Regions from separate parts of the Xenopus laevis genome. Here region 1 is linked to region 2. The links are chromatin contacts, called in public Hi-C maps. All regions are on one chromosome and are shown on one strand. The core of a region is the stretch at or near the end of the contact, and the rest is flanking DNA. Distances in the headings are between cores, read along the strand shown.

Region 1 (7,593 bases), core at 3,075-5,574, 190 kb after region 2:
TAAATAGAGGCGACGTACAGTGGTTTGGAGATGTTTCCTGTACCAACAGAACTTCACCATTAAGTCAAACGGCTACAGAATGCGTCTTAAGGTGGCCAAGGATGTTGAGATTTTTCAAAGGTATTTTTGTTATCGTAGGGCCTGAAACCATTGTTTAAATGCACCATTTGTCCATCAACAAAAAAAAAAACATTTCCGAGGGTATGGTCTAGCTGGGAAACTGGGGTACTGCCTGCTGGGCCCTGAAAACAATTGGACAATGGATACATTTCACTCTGACCAATGAAAATTTTCTAACTGACCAATGTCAGCCGAAAATTCAGTGCCCACTAACCTCATGAGAATTTGACTGGTTTGTTGGATCGCATGAATATTGGTCAAAAAATCTAAACGTCTATAGACGGACGATCCTGGCCCCTACCCTGCTTGAGGCAGCCGCCCCTCCCCGCGTACTCAGCTTTATGTGTTGAGAGGGGTCCACAACATTGGCGGAGGGGTCCAGGAGGCAATAGAGCCCGTCATTAGAAGAGCCGAATTTCCAGTTTGAAAAATCGAAGTTTGGCTCTTCAAGTTACAGGAGCTGCATTTTGCCGCCCCTGGTAACTAGTGGGTTTTTCAACTAGTCTCATTGGTGCGGTGCCCCTGTGTCTATGGGCAACTTTAAAGTCACAGATCTCCAGGGTACAGTTCTCAGGGGCAGGTGCAGCACTGACAGGACTAGGGGCAACTGTTTTCTGGATGATGAGCTGCACAGTCTATACACAATACATCAGTATAGAGATCAGGGGTCAGATGGTACCTGCAATGGACACTCACCCCAACAGCATGAGACTGGGAGCAACTTTAGTCCCCGCATCTCACTAAAACATGCCTGGCTCATTGGTCAGGCTATGGGCAATGTAAATATATCTATCATCTATCTGTCATGTTTTCTATCTAGTATCTATTATCTATCTATCATCTCTCTATCTATCATCTCTCTATCTATCATCTATCTATCTATCATCTATCTACCTACCTACCTATCTATCTCTCTCTCTCTCTCCTTATCTATGTATCATCTATCTGTCCCTCCATCCCTCTATCTATCGTCTCTCTCTCTCTATTTATATATCTGTCTATCTATAATCTATCTATCTATTGCTCTCTCTGTCTATCAATCATCTATCACTCTCTCTCTATCTAGTTATCTATCTGTCATCTATCTATCAATCATCTATTGCTCTCTCTCGCTCTATGTATGTATGTATGTATGTATGTATGTATGTATCTATCTATCAATCTTCTATCTATCTATCATCTATGTATTTATCATCATCATCTATCTATCATCATCTATGCATCCATGCACATCTGTCCCTGCTCAAGATATTGCTGAGCACTTCAAAAACAAAATTGACACTATCAGAAGGGACATTACACTACTCAACCCCCCTAGACTTCCACCACCCTCCCTCCACACTCCCCAGTCTCTCCTGTGCTCCTTCACCCCTGTCACTGATGAGGAAGTCTCAAAGCTTCTGGCCTCTTCTCACCTTACCACCTGCCCGCTTCATCCAATTCCGTCAAAACTTCTCCGCAATACCAATCCTTGTCTAATCAAAGCCTTAACTCACCTATTTAATCTTTCCCTCTCAACTGGACTGTTTCCTTCTCAACTAAAACATGCTCCTGTCACCCCCATTCTGAAAAAACCCTCTCTTGATCCCTCCAATCTTGACAACCTCCAACCTATCTCTCTGCTACCTTTCATCTCTAAACTACTTGAGCGCCTAGTCTACAACCGACTTATCTCATTCCTCTCTGACAATAACCTGCTGGACCCCCTACAATCTGGTTTTAAGCCACAACACTCCACGGAAACTGCCCTGACTCGACTAACTAATGACCTCTTAACCGCTAAAGCCAACAATCATTTCTCACTACTAATACTGCTTGATCTCTCAGCCGCATTTGACACTGTAGATCACCCTCTCCTCCTCCAGTCCCTCCAGTCGCTTGGCCTTCGTGACACAGCCCTGTCCTGGTTCTCTTCTTACATCACCAATCGTTCCTTCAGTGTCTCCTACAATGGAGTATCATCTTCTCCCCTACCTCTTTCTGTTGGAGTTCCTCAAGGCTCTGTCCTGGGACCATTACTATTCTCCCTCTATACTTCCTCCCTTGGCAAATTAATAAATTCGTATGGTTTTCACTACCACCTCTATGCTGACGATACTCAGATCTATCTCTCATCTCCTGATCTCAATCCAAAACTCCTAACTCGCGTCTCCTCCTGCCTGTCCGCTATCTCTACCTGGATGTCGCAATGCTACCTTAAATTAAACCTCTCTAAAACTGAAATGGTTCTCTTTCCTCCAACTAACACCAGTAGCATCCCCGAAGTATCCATCATAGTTAACAATTCCACTATCACCCCCTCTCCCTAGGCCCGGTGCCTTGGGGTTATCCTAGATTCTGCGCTGTCATTCACTCCTCATATCCAGTCATTTATTAAATCATGTCACTTCCACCTAAGGAACATATCCAAAATACGATCATTTATCACCCAAGACGCTGCCAAAATTCTTATTCACTCTCTCATCATATCGCGTCTAGACTACTGTAACTCTCTCTTAATTGGCCTCCCCCTCCAGAGACTGTCACCTCTCCAGTCCATAATGAACACTGCTGCGAGGCTCATACACCTCAGCAACCTCCTCTGCCTCGCCATTCTGTCAATCCCTGCACTGGCTTCCGTTACCTTTCAGAATCAAATTCAAATTAATGACACTGACTTTCAAAGCACTTCACAACTCTGCTCCACCCTACATCTCTGAACTCATCTCTATATACTCACCCACTCGCTTACTACACTCCTCTACTGACCTGCTACTCAACTCTTTTCTCATTACCTCCTCACATACTCGCATTCAAGACTTTGCAAGGGCTGCACCCCTCCTCTGGAATTCTCTCCCACGGTCTGTCCGACTTTCTCCCAACCTTTCTACTTTCAAAAAATCTCTGAAAACGCACTTCTTTCGAGAAGCCTCCCCTCACTCTGCTTAACTACCAAACGCAACACCACATACAATACCACATTTCTCACCCACTCAATTCGATCTTGCCCACTCCCACACCTTGTGTATTACTCCCTTCCCTTTAGACTGTATGCCTATTCATAGGGCCTTCTTCACCATTTTGTACCTGTATTGATTGTGATGTTTGTTACTCCATATATTCTATATATGTAATTCATGTGATGTAGTTGTATAATCACATTTACTTTACAGTGCTGCGCAATATGTTGGCGCTGTATAAATACATGTTAATAATAAATAATAATAATTATATGTCATGTAATCTATATAATATCTGTCTGTCTGTCATCATCATCTATATGTCATGTAATCTATCATCTATCTATCTATTTATTATCTATCTGTGTGTCTGTCTAGTTAGTATATATTTCTAAGCAAAGCAACTCCTGATTTATTATATATTTCCATGATATTGACCTTACTGCCCCTAGAGGACACTAGGAGTAATGGCAACAGTACTAGACTGGGAAGTTAATAGGAAGGTGAATGTCCCCATTGCTATTTATACAGTGACATCATAACAGTTAACTTATTATTACACACTCACCTGTACCATATAAATCTATATATTATAACCTGTACATTAGTACAATACTGATTCCACTGACTGAAGACACACACACACACACAGATGCCCTTAATTACATAGTTACACTATATACAGTGTAAGTTACACAGATTTGTAAATATGTATCAATCTATATATAAGTGATATACACAGTCACGTGATACAGGTCCCTCTATATAGAACTAATATACACAGTCAGATGAGAGTCATTTACAAGTCACCCTACAGAATGTCTAGGAGTCAGGACTTGGTTGTCTCTCAGGGAATGCTGGGAGATGTAGTAAAGTGTGAGCTCTGCAGCCTGTGTGCCCCCAGCACTTGTTCTCTCTCTGCTGCAGGAATAGTCAATTCAGGAACTGATGAATGAAGTGAATGATTTAATTCCTAAATGATGAATTCCTGTCCAACAATAAGATACTTAGTGCTAGTGGGTTCTAGAGCAAAATCCCCCTGTTATTGAACAAAGGCTCCTAACAGAGGCTGCTGGGAGTTGTAGTTCAGTCTGCGGAGTTGCAGCGACGCCTCATTCATTCTCTTACATTTCCACTCTCAGGACAAGAGGCCCCTCCCCTCAGAATGACGCCAGAGAGTAATCCCGCCCCCCGGTCAGATCGCTGCTGTTGCGTAAGCGCCGGGGGGCGTGGCCGGCGTGTTGAGGAGCGAGTGACAGGAGGAGGCGCTGATACTGGGACTGATCCTGGAGTTGAGAGAAGCCAGAGGGAGCCGGGAGCTCGGAGTAGTCGCACCTGTCCCGTTACCTCTTGAGTCTGGATACGGGAGAGGATTCGCGCATCCCGGCGTTAAGTCACATGCTGGCGGATATTCGCTTTGGATATGTCTGTGTGCCCAATGGTCGCCAACGTTCCGCGGCAGAGCCGACTGAGTGCCCTCCGTCTGGCCGTCTGTAGAAGCGCCTCCTCCAAGCGACTGGAGAGCGACGAACCCCCGGCTAAATGTCCCCGGCTCATCGACAGCCCCACGGACAATGGCTTCCTGCCTTCCCCCGGCTCCCCCCAGCCCAGCAGCCCCCACGGAACCAACTGTCACCCGCAAGGACCGACCTGTATCGGCAACTGCCTCCTGCTCCCCACCGGGGGCCGACAGCACGTCTACCGGGCTCTCCAGCTGCATTCCGGGGCCGAGCTGCAGTGTAAGGTGCGCTGGAGCCACTCACTAGCATTACCTTTAGCATTATTATTATTAGCTTTATTATTATTATTATTATATGAGACTGGTCCCTCTTATACACAACTGTCACATCACTGGCTCATGTGCAGCTCAGACTGGGGCATCTGGCATTTCTCCTGCACAGTGACACATGGGGGTGCGAGGAGATCAGCTGGGGGCTGAGCTCTCAGGGGGGGGATCCTGTAAGAAATATTGGGGGGAATGTGCACCCTGGGAACCAGCGATTAGTTTGGGGGGTTAATGTGCGGTACAAGTGCATCATTGTTGGTACAAGTGTATGTGCAGGAGGGGTAACTGTATGTGTATAGACTGGCACTGTATAATTGTATATAATTGTATATAATGTGTATATTGTGACTGGAGATCTGGCAGGTACTTAGACTGGGGCTCATTTACCTTGGGCAGAGGCAGAGGAGTCTGTATACACTCAGGTGCATCTAGTGGCACATACTGATATCATTGGGCAACTGTCAGTGATTGCTGGTGGTACAGTATGTGTGTATATCTAAGTGTATCTATATGTATGTGTGTATATGTGTAAGTGTGTGTATATTTATGTAAGTAAGTGTATATGTGTAAGTGTGTAACTATGTGTATATGTATGTAAGTGTATATGTGTAAGTATGTGTATATGTATGTATGTGTGTAAGTGTGTATGTATGTGTAAGTGTGTGTGTATATGTATGTATGTGTGTATATGTGTAAGTGTATCTATATGTATGTGTGTATATGTGTAAGTGTGTGTATATGTATGTGTGTATGTATGTAAGTAAGTGTATATGTGTAAGTGTGTAACTATGTGTATATGTATGTAAGTGTATATGTGTAAGTATGTGTATATGTATGTATGTGTGTAAGTGTGTATGCCAGGCACTCCCATGACCTCTCTTTAGGGACACGCTCAGTTGGCATCGCTCTCTTCCTTCTGTTCTGCTTATTTAATCGTCTCCTTTCACTGCTCAGACCTGCATCTTATTCTTAATTGCTTTTATATTTAACCTTCCTCGTATGAAACTGACTGATTTTTGGGGGGGCAACTGTACCCCCCACCACACACTTCATACCCCCTTCACCCTGTAGTCTCCTGCGTTGCTACCTGCTCCGTCCTCCCATTGTGACATCTATAGGATACGCATGTCTCAGCACTTACTCGTGCGCATTTCACAAGGCACCATCCTATCCCACTCGGTGTCTGGGACGCCACATCATAGCCGTTGTGACATTCAATTCAGTTCCACCTTCTTTTGTAATTATTTCTCACTCGCTCCCTGTACTGGACCAAGGGGTAATTGGGATATAAGATCCCATCTCTCCTGCAGCTGCTCCAGGTCCTTCTTCCCAATCCCCATGAAATTCCTCACAAAAATTGCACTTCCCAAGCTACAACACTTTGCATTTAAAGTGCTTGTTTTGCACACAGTGCTGCCCCCTAGTGTTGCTATTGAGCTGAGCGCTGCACAAATTCTTTCTTTTAAATCTGTTTTTGGCTTCTGTTAGCTCCTGTGTTGTTTTTTTCTAACAAGGGTTTCTGTCTTCTTTTTTTTTTGTTTAAAGCTTTTAGAGCTATTGTGCTAGCAGAATTAGCCAGTGACTACTCATATAGCCCCCCCCCAGCTATTGCGGCGTCAAGTTCTTGGCATTGGAGCTGTTATAAATTTTTTTTTTTTTAAAAACTTGAAAACGGTGCAGGATTTTTGTTTTGTTTTTTAAATGTTTTATTGGATGTTTCACAATAAACAGCAAGAAGAAAATAACATGACGGCTACTTTCTTGCAGACTCGAAATCATTTAACAAGTAACAGACAAGTGTGCAAGTTCAATAAGAACATGAATATGAATTAAAAAAAAAATGTTAAAATAAACCTGTTTCTATTCAGTTATCGGACAAAGTAGTAACAATGTGAAGCAGCATTTTTGTTGTTGTTGCCAAAAGGTTTGTGTTATCATGTGTGTCACTGGGTTGCACAGCGGCTTCTTTAAGTTCTGTAAATGAGACTAGTTTTGGTGATTAAAGAAACGGAATATTAAAATGTGTTTTTTTTCTTTAATATTTCAGGTTTTTCCATTAAAACACTACCAGAAGAAAATCGAGTCTTACATTCACCTGCCCTGGCACCGGAATATCACGGGGATTGTGGAAGTCATTCAGGGGGACAGCAAGGCCTATGTGTTCTTTGAGAAGGATTTTGGGGACATGCACAGTTACGTGCGCGGCTGTAAGCGTCTCGGAGAAGAAGAAGCCGCCAGACTGTTCCGCCAAATCGTCAGCGCCGTCTCCCACTGCCATCGATCTTCAATAGTCCTCGGGGATCTTAAACTCAGGAAGTTTGTGTTTGCAGATAAGGAAAGGTGAGCGGCTGCCCTCTAAATAAATGGTTCCCAACAGGGTCAGACTGAGGATCTCCTTATACCATTTGGCAGTATCTGTATCTAAGAGGTTCAGGTTCTTTAAAGGGATCTAGATGACCCAGTCTAATGCTGGTTCCTAAACTTTGAGGTTGGCATCTCTGTGGGGTCTTAGAGCAGAGGTAGGGACTTACCCTGCAGGCCAGTTAGGTGAGATCTAAGGTGAAAGCCTAATTGTTCTCCTAGATATACCTAGAAGCTTGAAGGTCAATTAGGGTGAGATTTGATGTTCTAGACAACCTTGCAACTATGGCTGAATGACACCTATTTCTGTAACCTTATTATGGTCTAAGGGGGGGTCTGTTCAAATGTTGGACCTCCAAGGGATCTCGAATTAAAAAAGGCCGACCC
Region 2 (6,903 bases), core at 1,310-3,809:
AAACAGGAAGGAGGGCAGTGGGCGGTACTTGTGTGAGTGCGAGAGGTAGGTCTGATCTTAATATGGAGGGATTGAGTCTGTTATGAGATGGGGGCGAGAGGGAAGAGGGAGTTTTTGTTACTCAGTACGGGTTTACCATTTCCGGCTTTGGGAGTATTATTTAACCCGAGGCTCTTCTGTTCATGGTGTACTACAGCTCCCAGCATCCCCTAATGGCCGAGGCACAGGCGCACGTTGTCTCAGTTGCACGGGAAGCCGGGATTGAATTAAAATCCTTCTGGCTCTTGTTAATTTGGCATTTATTAAAGGGGTTGTTCACCTTTGAGTTAACTGTTAGTATGATATAGAGAATGATATTCTGAGATAATTTCAATTGGTTTTCATTTTTTTATTATTTGTGGTTTTTGAGTTATTTAGCTTTTTATTCAGCAGCTCACCAGTTTGTAATCTCTGCCATCTGGTTGCTAGTCTCCAAATTCCCCTAGCAACCATGAACTGATGTGAACAAGAGACTGGAATATGAATAGGAGAGGCCTGAATAGAAAGATGAGGAATAAAAAGTAACAATAACAATACATTTGTAGCCTTACAGAGCATTTGTTTTTTAGATGGGGTCAGTGACCCCCGTTTGAAAGCTGGAATGAAGAAGAAGGCAAATAATTCAAAAACTATAAAAATAAATAAATAATGAAGACTAACTGAAAAGTTCTAAAATATACTAAAAGTTAACTTATGGGTGAACCACCCCAGTTTTAACAATAACGTTCGGTTTGTGAATTGAAACCGTCGTGTTATGAATCTAATGCAAAAACAATTCCGAGCAGCTTCCCAGTATATATTCATTGCGCAGTTCCAGTGGATTTCCAGTTCTGCGTATTGAAAACCAACATCTGTCTGTTTGTATTGTGTGTGCACTGCTGGCTGTGACTCATGAAACGGTGGAGCAGGAGGCAACTGATAAAAAAAAAACTCTGCAAAAGTGTTACTGTCCTCTCAGAATCTCTACTGATAAAATATTGTTCATAGATATATACAGGGTCACCATCATTTTTCAGGGGGCCAGCTATATGTAAAAAACAAAAACAAAAAACAAGTCAAACCCCCATTGGTAGCCAAAAAATAGTGCTCTGCGGTTTAATAATAGTGCTCAGTGGAACTAACAATTCTTCTTCCTCGGTTCCTTTCGTCAGCAGCTCGGCTCCTACTTTAGCTGCTGAGTGACCCGACTAATCCAGGGGGGCCTGGAGCCACGGATATAGGAGCCACGGAGCCCGGGAGGATTGTTCCCCCAGTACCCAGCCCTGAAAAAAAAAAAATATATATATATAGATATATATGGATATATATAGATATATATGTGAATGCATTTTTTAGGTACCAGTCATCCGCCTACCCCATCCCCTTAGGGCAAGGCCAGACGTGACGTTTTTACGTTGCGTTTTTAAAAAAGAACAGCCAGGCGTAAATCCGCCACTGAAACCACATGCGACCGTCAACATGCGTTTTTCATGCATTTTCAGCACGTAGGATTCTTTTCCCAACATGCACTTCTCATTGTTTTCATTGTTCTCATTGAGAATTTGGACGCCATGTTTAAAATACGCTGCGTATTTACGCAAAGTGTGGTTTCAAACGTGCAGATCCCATAGAGTCTATTGACTTGGTAGTTTCTTGACGTATTGGCGTTTCTGCTAAAAAAACGCTAAAAATCAGCATTGCTGCCTTGCAGCTCTAGGGTCCAGCGTTTTGATTCCAACCAGGGAACTCACTGCAGGGAGTTTGTAATGCAACTGTTAAAGGGGTGCTTCACCTTTGAATTAACTTTTAGTATGATGTAGAGAGTGATATTATGACACTATTTGTTTGTTTTTTTCATGTTTTATTATTTGTGGATTTTGAGTTATTTCACTTTTTATTCAGCAGCTCTACAGTTTCAGCAGTCTGGTCGCTAGGGTCCTAATGACCCTAACAACCATTTACTGATTTGAATAAGAGACTAGGATATGAATGAGAGGCCTGAATATAAAGAGGAGTAATAAAAAGTAGCCATAACAATAAATGCGTAGCTTTACAAAGCATTTGTTTTTTTGTTTTTTTTAGATGGGGTCAGTGACCCCATTTGAAAGCTTAGAAAGTGTCAGAAGAAAAAGGCAAATAATTCAAAACTATCAAAAATAAATAATGAAGATGTTGATGAAAAGTTGCTTACAATTGGCCATTCTATACCATATTAAAAGTTAACTGGAAGGTGAATCACCCCCTTAAAGTTAACCTTTTAGTCTGTTACAGAATGACCAATTCTAAGCAGCTTTCCAATTGGTCGTCATCACTTATTGTTTTTTAAAGTTTTTGAATTATTTGCCGTCATCTTCTGACTCTTTACAGTTTACAAATGGTGGCCACTGATCCCATCTAAAAAACAAATGCTCTGTAAGGCTACACATTTAGAGGCACATTTATCAAGGGTCGCATTTTTTTTTTTAGAGAGTTTTGACCATAAAAAAAAATTAGAATTTTCAATTTGACCCTTGATAAATCTGCCCCTTATTGTTATTGCTACTTTTTATTACTAAGCTTTCTATTCAGGCCTCTACTATTCATTTTCCAGTCTCTTATTCAAATCAATGCATGGTTGCTAGGGGAAGTTGGACCCTGGCAACCAGATTGCTGAAATTGCAAACTGGAGAGCTTTATTCTAATTATTCTAAGGAATTTATTTTACTTTTTTTTTTTTTTTTTTTTTTGTAGAAACTTTCAAAATGTCTGGCCGGTCAGCGCCTGTGGTTTCCTTCAGCTCTGTGGATAACTCCCTGTCATCTCTAAAAAACTGCCAGGGCTACCTACACACGGGAATGGATATCACGGTCAGTGTGGCCCTCGACCTGCTCGAGACTGGATGTAAGTTCTACGTTTATTTACTTCTAAACCTGTTGTTGGGTCTCACAACTAATGATGTGCCAAATCCAGAGTTTGGGTTGGTATTTGAGATTCGGCATTTTTTTGGCAGGTTTTGGATTCAATCAAGTCCAAGTGCCTGAACCAAATCTCAATTGATCTACAGGCTAAATGTCACTTCCAGTTTTATGTCGGTTGCTTTTCTTTCAGGCAGAGATACTTTATAGACATCAGATTGTGGTGCTGGGCATCCCTGTGGGGCTGGTTCACCTTTAAATTAACTTTTAGTATGTTCTAGAATGGCCAATTCTAAGCAACTTTTCAATGTATTTTTTTTTTAATATTTCCCTTCAACTTTCCAGCTTTCAAAATGGGGTCGCTGATCTCATCTAAAAACAAATGCTCTGTAAGGCTACACATGGGGAGGCACATTTATCAAAGGTCAATTTCCAAATTCATGTCAGTTTTTAAAAACTCCCCTAAACTCCCATAAATGTGAAATTCGAAATTCATTAATAAAATCGAGTATTCAAAACACGGATGAGTTCAATCGACCCGAAAACTGGAATCTAATTGGATTCGAATTTTAAAAACTCGATTTTTGAAAAATAGCTTCAAATTGATCCCTTTACCTCTCCCATTGACTTAAACAGCAATTCGGCAGGTTTTAGGTGGCGATTAGTTGAATTTGAATTCTTAAAGGTATGAGTATGATAAATCTCAAAAATCGAATTAGAATTTTTTAAAAAACTCAAATCGAATTTGAATAACTCCCTAGTCGTATTTGGCAGTGTTGACCATAAAAAATGTTCAAATTCGAATTTTCAAATCGACCCTTGATAAATCTGCCCCTTATTGCCATTGCTACTTTTTATTCATCACCTTTTTATTCAGGCCTCTCCTATTCATATTCCAGTCTCTTATTCAAATCAATGCATTGGTTGCTAGGGAATTTGGACCCTAACAACCAGACTGCTGAAATTGCAAACTGAAGAGCTGCTGAATAAAAAGCTAAATAACTCAAAAACCACAAATAATAAAAAAATTAAAACCAATTACAAATTGTCTCAGAATATCCCTCTCTACATCATACTAAACTGTGACTCAAAGGTGGGATGGGTGGGTCAGTGTGATTTGAATTGCGCCAATACTTGGTGAAATCTGATAGTGATCACCTGGTTTTATTTATCCGCATTGTTTGTGTTCCTGGATGTGACATCTTTTTATGTAGTCACCTGTAAGTTGTGTTCGTTCTTTCTCTCATTTTACGTTTTCCTGAATATTTTACGTTAATTTTTTAGTTATGTAAATAGATGACCTTTCAGCTGGTGCAGGGAGCTGTAGGACAGGAACCAATCAGCAGCTAGCAGGACCTGATAGGGAACTGAAGCCTGTCTGTGCTGGTGTGACTGCAGGGCTGTGATTGGCTGTCTCCCTCCTACTGTGCTTCTGGCAGGGACTGTTAGGACACGCCCACCCCTCATTTGAAACAGGGACCAGAGAACATCTATAGGGAGCTCCAATAAAGCAGCTATTTTTAAAGATAATATTAATTTTTAGCACCATGTAAAAGCAACACCATATATTAATTATTATACTGATTTTACACCTGCGGCGCTCTTGAAGTGGAGGTTAACAGGGATCGACACCAGTTTAAAAATCGTTTCCCCGCTCTGCCGCTTTTGGGAAGACAGGGAATCCTTTCTAAGTGTATTATCAATCGAATATAAGTTCCTTATCTGTCCGTGCGTCTCGCTCTCTGTCCCACTGCATGTGTTTAGTGCTCTGTAACGGTCTCACTCCCGTACCGGCAATCAGTCCTCCTGTGATCCAGATTTCGAGCTCTCTCAAGTCCACACTTGTTCTTGGAGCGGTTTCCTTATTTTAGACGTAAGGGCTGCTCATTTTTGTCCAACGCGTTTCGCAGACTTCGATCCGCTTTCTCGAGGACTTCCAAGGAGCGAGACGCACGGACAGATAAGGAACTTATATGCGATTGATTTTCTTTTATCCTGTGAGTGTAATTTGTATGCGGGGATTATATTGAACTAAAACGAAATACTACACTTAGAAAGGATTCCGTGTCTTTTGCACTTTTATTTTTTACTATATATTACTCATAATTGCCTACAAAATTAGGGTTTTTTCATTTCTCCTTTAAACAGTAGTAGTTTATTGCTGTGACTCCTTCATAACAAGTACAGTGGCACAACCTTTACTCCTCACCTCTCCCTAAAGAGACTGCTGTCCCTTCCTCTATCACTGCCAGAATGGCCACTGTATTTCCTGTTCCTGTTTGCTTTATTCACTTCACTTCAGTACCAACAACTTTCACAGTTCAACTTATGACTCACTGCCACCTAGTGGCCAAATGAATTATATATTAACCATTACTTAACAATTCACATTTCACCCCTTACATGCCGCCACAACTCACCTCTGCTGTGCACTTACCTCCTGCCAGACGGACCGGTCCACTGGGTGCCGGGGTAGAATGGGAATTCTCATGGTAACCAATCAAGTGACATTTTAAACCAAATGAAACTATATGAATTCTCATATTGTATGGTAATTTCTGCATGTGTATGTCCATCATAAGATTGAAGGAAGATTTCGAGTTGGGGAGAATTATTGGATAAAGATACAACACTGGTGCTGCTTGGCAAAAGCCAGAGCAGTTCGTAACATCTGTATATAAATATATTTCTAAGCAATGGGAATATTCACTTTAAAGGGTGGTTAACTTTAAATATGTTATAGAATGGTTAATTCTAAGTAACTTTTCATTTGGTCTTCATTATTTTTTTTTTTATAGTTTTTTTCAATTTATTGGCTTCTTCTTACTCTTTCCAGCTTTCAAATGGGGGTCACTGACCCCATCTAAAAACAAATGCTCTGTAAAGCTATACATTAAGGAGGTAATTTAATAAGGATCAAGTTGTGTTTTCCATGATAATTTGAGTTTTCGAGTTGATTATTTGGTCAAAATTCACATTTTCGGGTTAAAAATTTTTTTCTTTCAAGATTTATTATACCCCGACTCTGGAAATAGTTCAAATCTGGAAATAGCCATCTAAAACCTGTTGAAGTCATGTAAAAGTCAGTGGCAGAGGTCCCTTTAACCATTTGAAGATGTTAACAGCCTTCATGATGTTTGAGTTTTTTCTAAACATTTTGCCACGAAAACTCAATCAATTCAAGCGATTCGAGTTTCCGAGTTGTTAACCCTGAACTCCCTAATTCAAGTTTTTTCTTCGACCTTTCATAAGTTACCCCCTTATTGTTATTGTTACTTTTTATTTCTCATCTTTCTATTCATGCTTCTCCTATTCATGTTCCAGTCTCTTATTCAAATCAATGCATGGTTGCTAGGGGAATTTGGACCCTAGCAACCTGATTGCTGAAATTGCAAACTGGAGAGCTGCTGAATAAAAAGCTAAATAACTCAAAAACCAAAAATAATAAAAAATAAAAAACAATTGCAAATTGTCTCAGAATATCTCTCTCTACATCATACTAAAAGTTAATTTACAGATGAACAACCCCTTTAAAATTATTTCTTTGGGGCCAACCTACATGATCAGAATAGGTGCCTGGTCAGAACTTTCCTATATAACCAGCCGAAAGCTGAAGCTTATGATTGCATTTACTAGGCAGCAGCCATTGTACCATAGATCTTACATACTGTAAAGCACTCAAACGAAAAATTTGATTTTTTAATTTTAAGTTTTAATTTAAAAAATATATTAACGTTAAAAGGTCAGCTAACAAATACCAACCATTGAGCAGTTCACATTGCTCGGCCTGTGTAAGTAGAATAATAAAGCAAATTACTCTGATTGGTTGCTCTTGGGATCCTTCCTTGTTACATGCATATGATCCGTTATCTGCAAACCCATTATTCAGAAAGCTCTGAATTACAGGAAAGCTCTTTCCCACTGACTCCATTTTAATCAAATAATTGTAATTTTTAAATATGATTTCCTTTTTCTCTGTAATAATAAAACA

The links. Hi-C and Micro-C count contacts between places; a contact is called where the count stands out from the background.
Region 1: a Hi-C map of the XTC cell line shows a contact between it and region 2, with 6 times the contacts expected there. The contact joins the promoter of LOC108719410 here to the promoter of nsmce2.L in region 2. A contact is called at or near these places in 2 of 4 Hi-C or Micro-C datasets (the XL177 cell line and the XTC cell line).

What each region holds. Positions count from the first base shown.
Region 1 is chr6L:151,666,137-151,673,729 of Xenopus_laevis_v10.1, forward strand. LOC108719410 (tribbles homolog 1) reads left to right here and starts at 4,325. Exons shown (of 3, transcript XM_018268261.2): 1 at 4,325-4,803; 2 at 6,893-7,185. The coding sequence starts at 4,483.
Region 2 is chr6L:151,478,844-151,485,746 of Xenopus_laevis_v10.1, forward strand. It overlaps nsmce2.L (NSE2 (MMS21) homolog, SMC5-SMC6 complex SUMO ligasee L homeolog), which reads left to right and starts at 2,560. Exons shown (of 7, transcript NM_001086116.1): 1 at 2,560-2,898. The coding sequence starts at 2,760.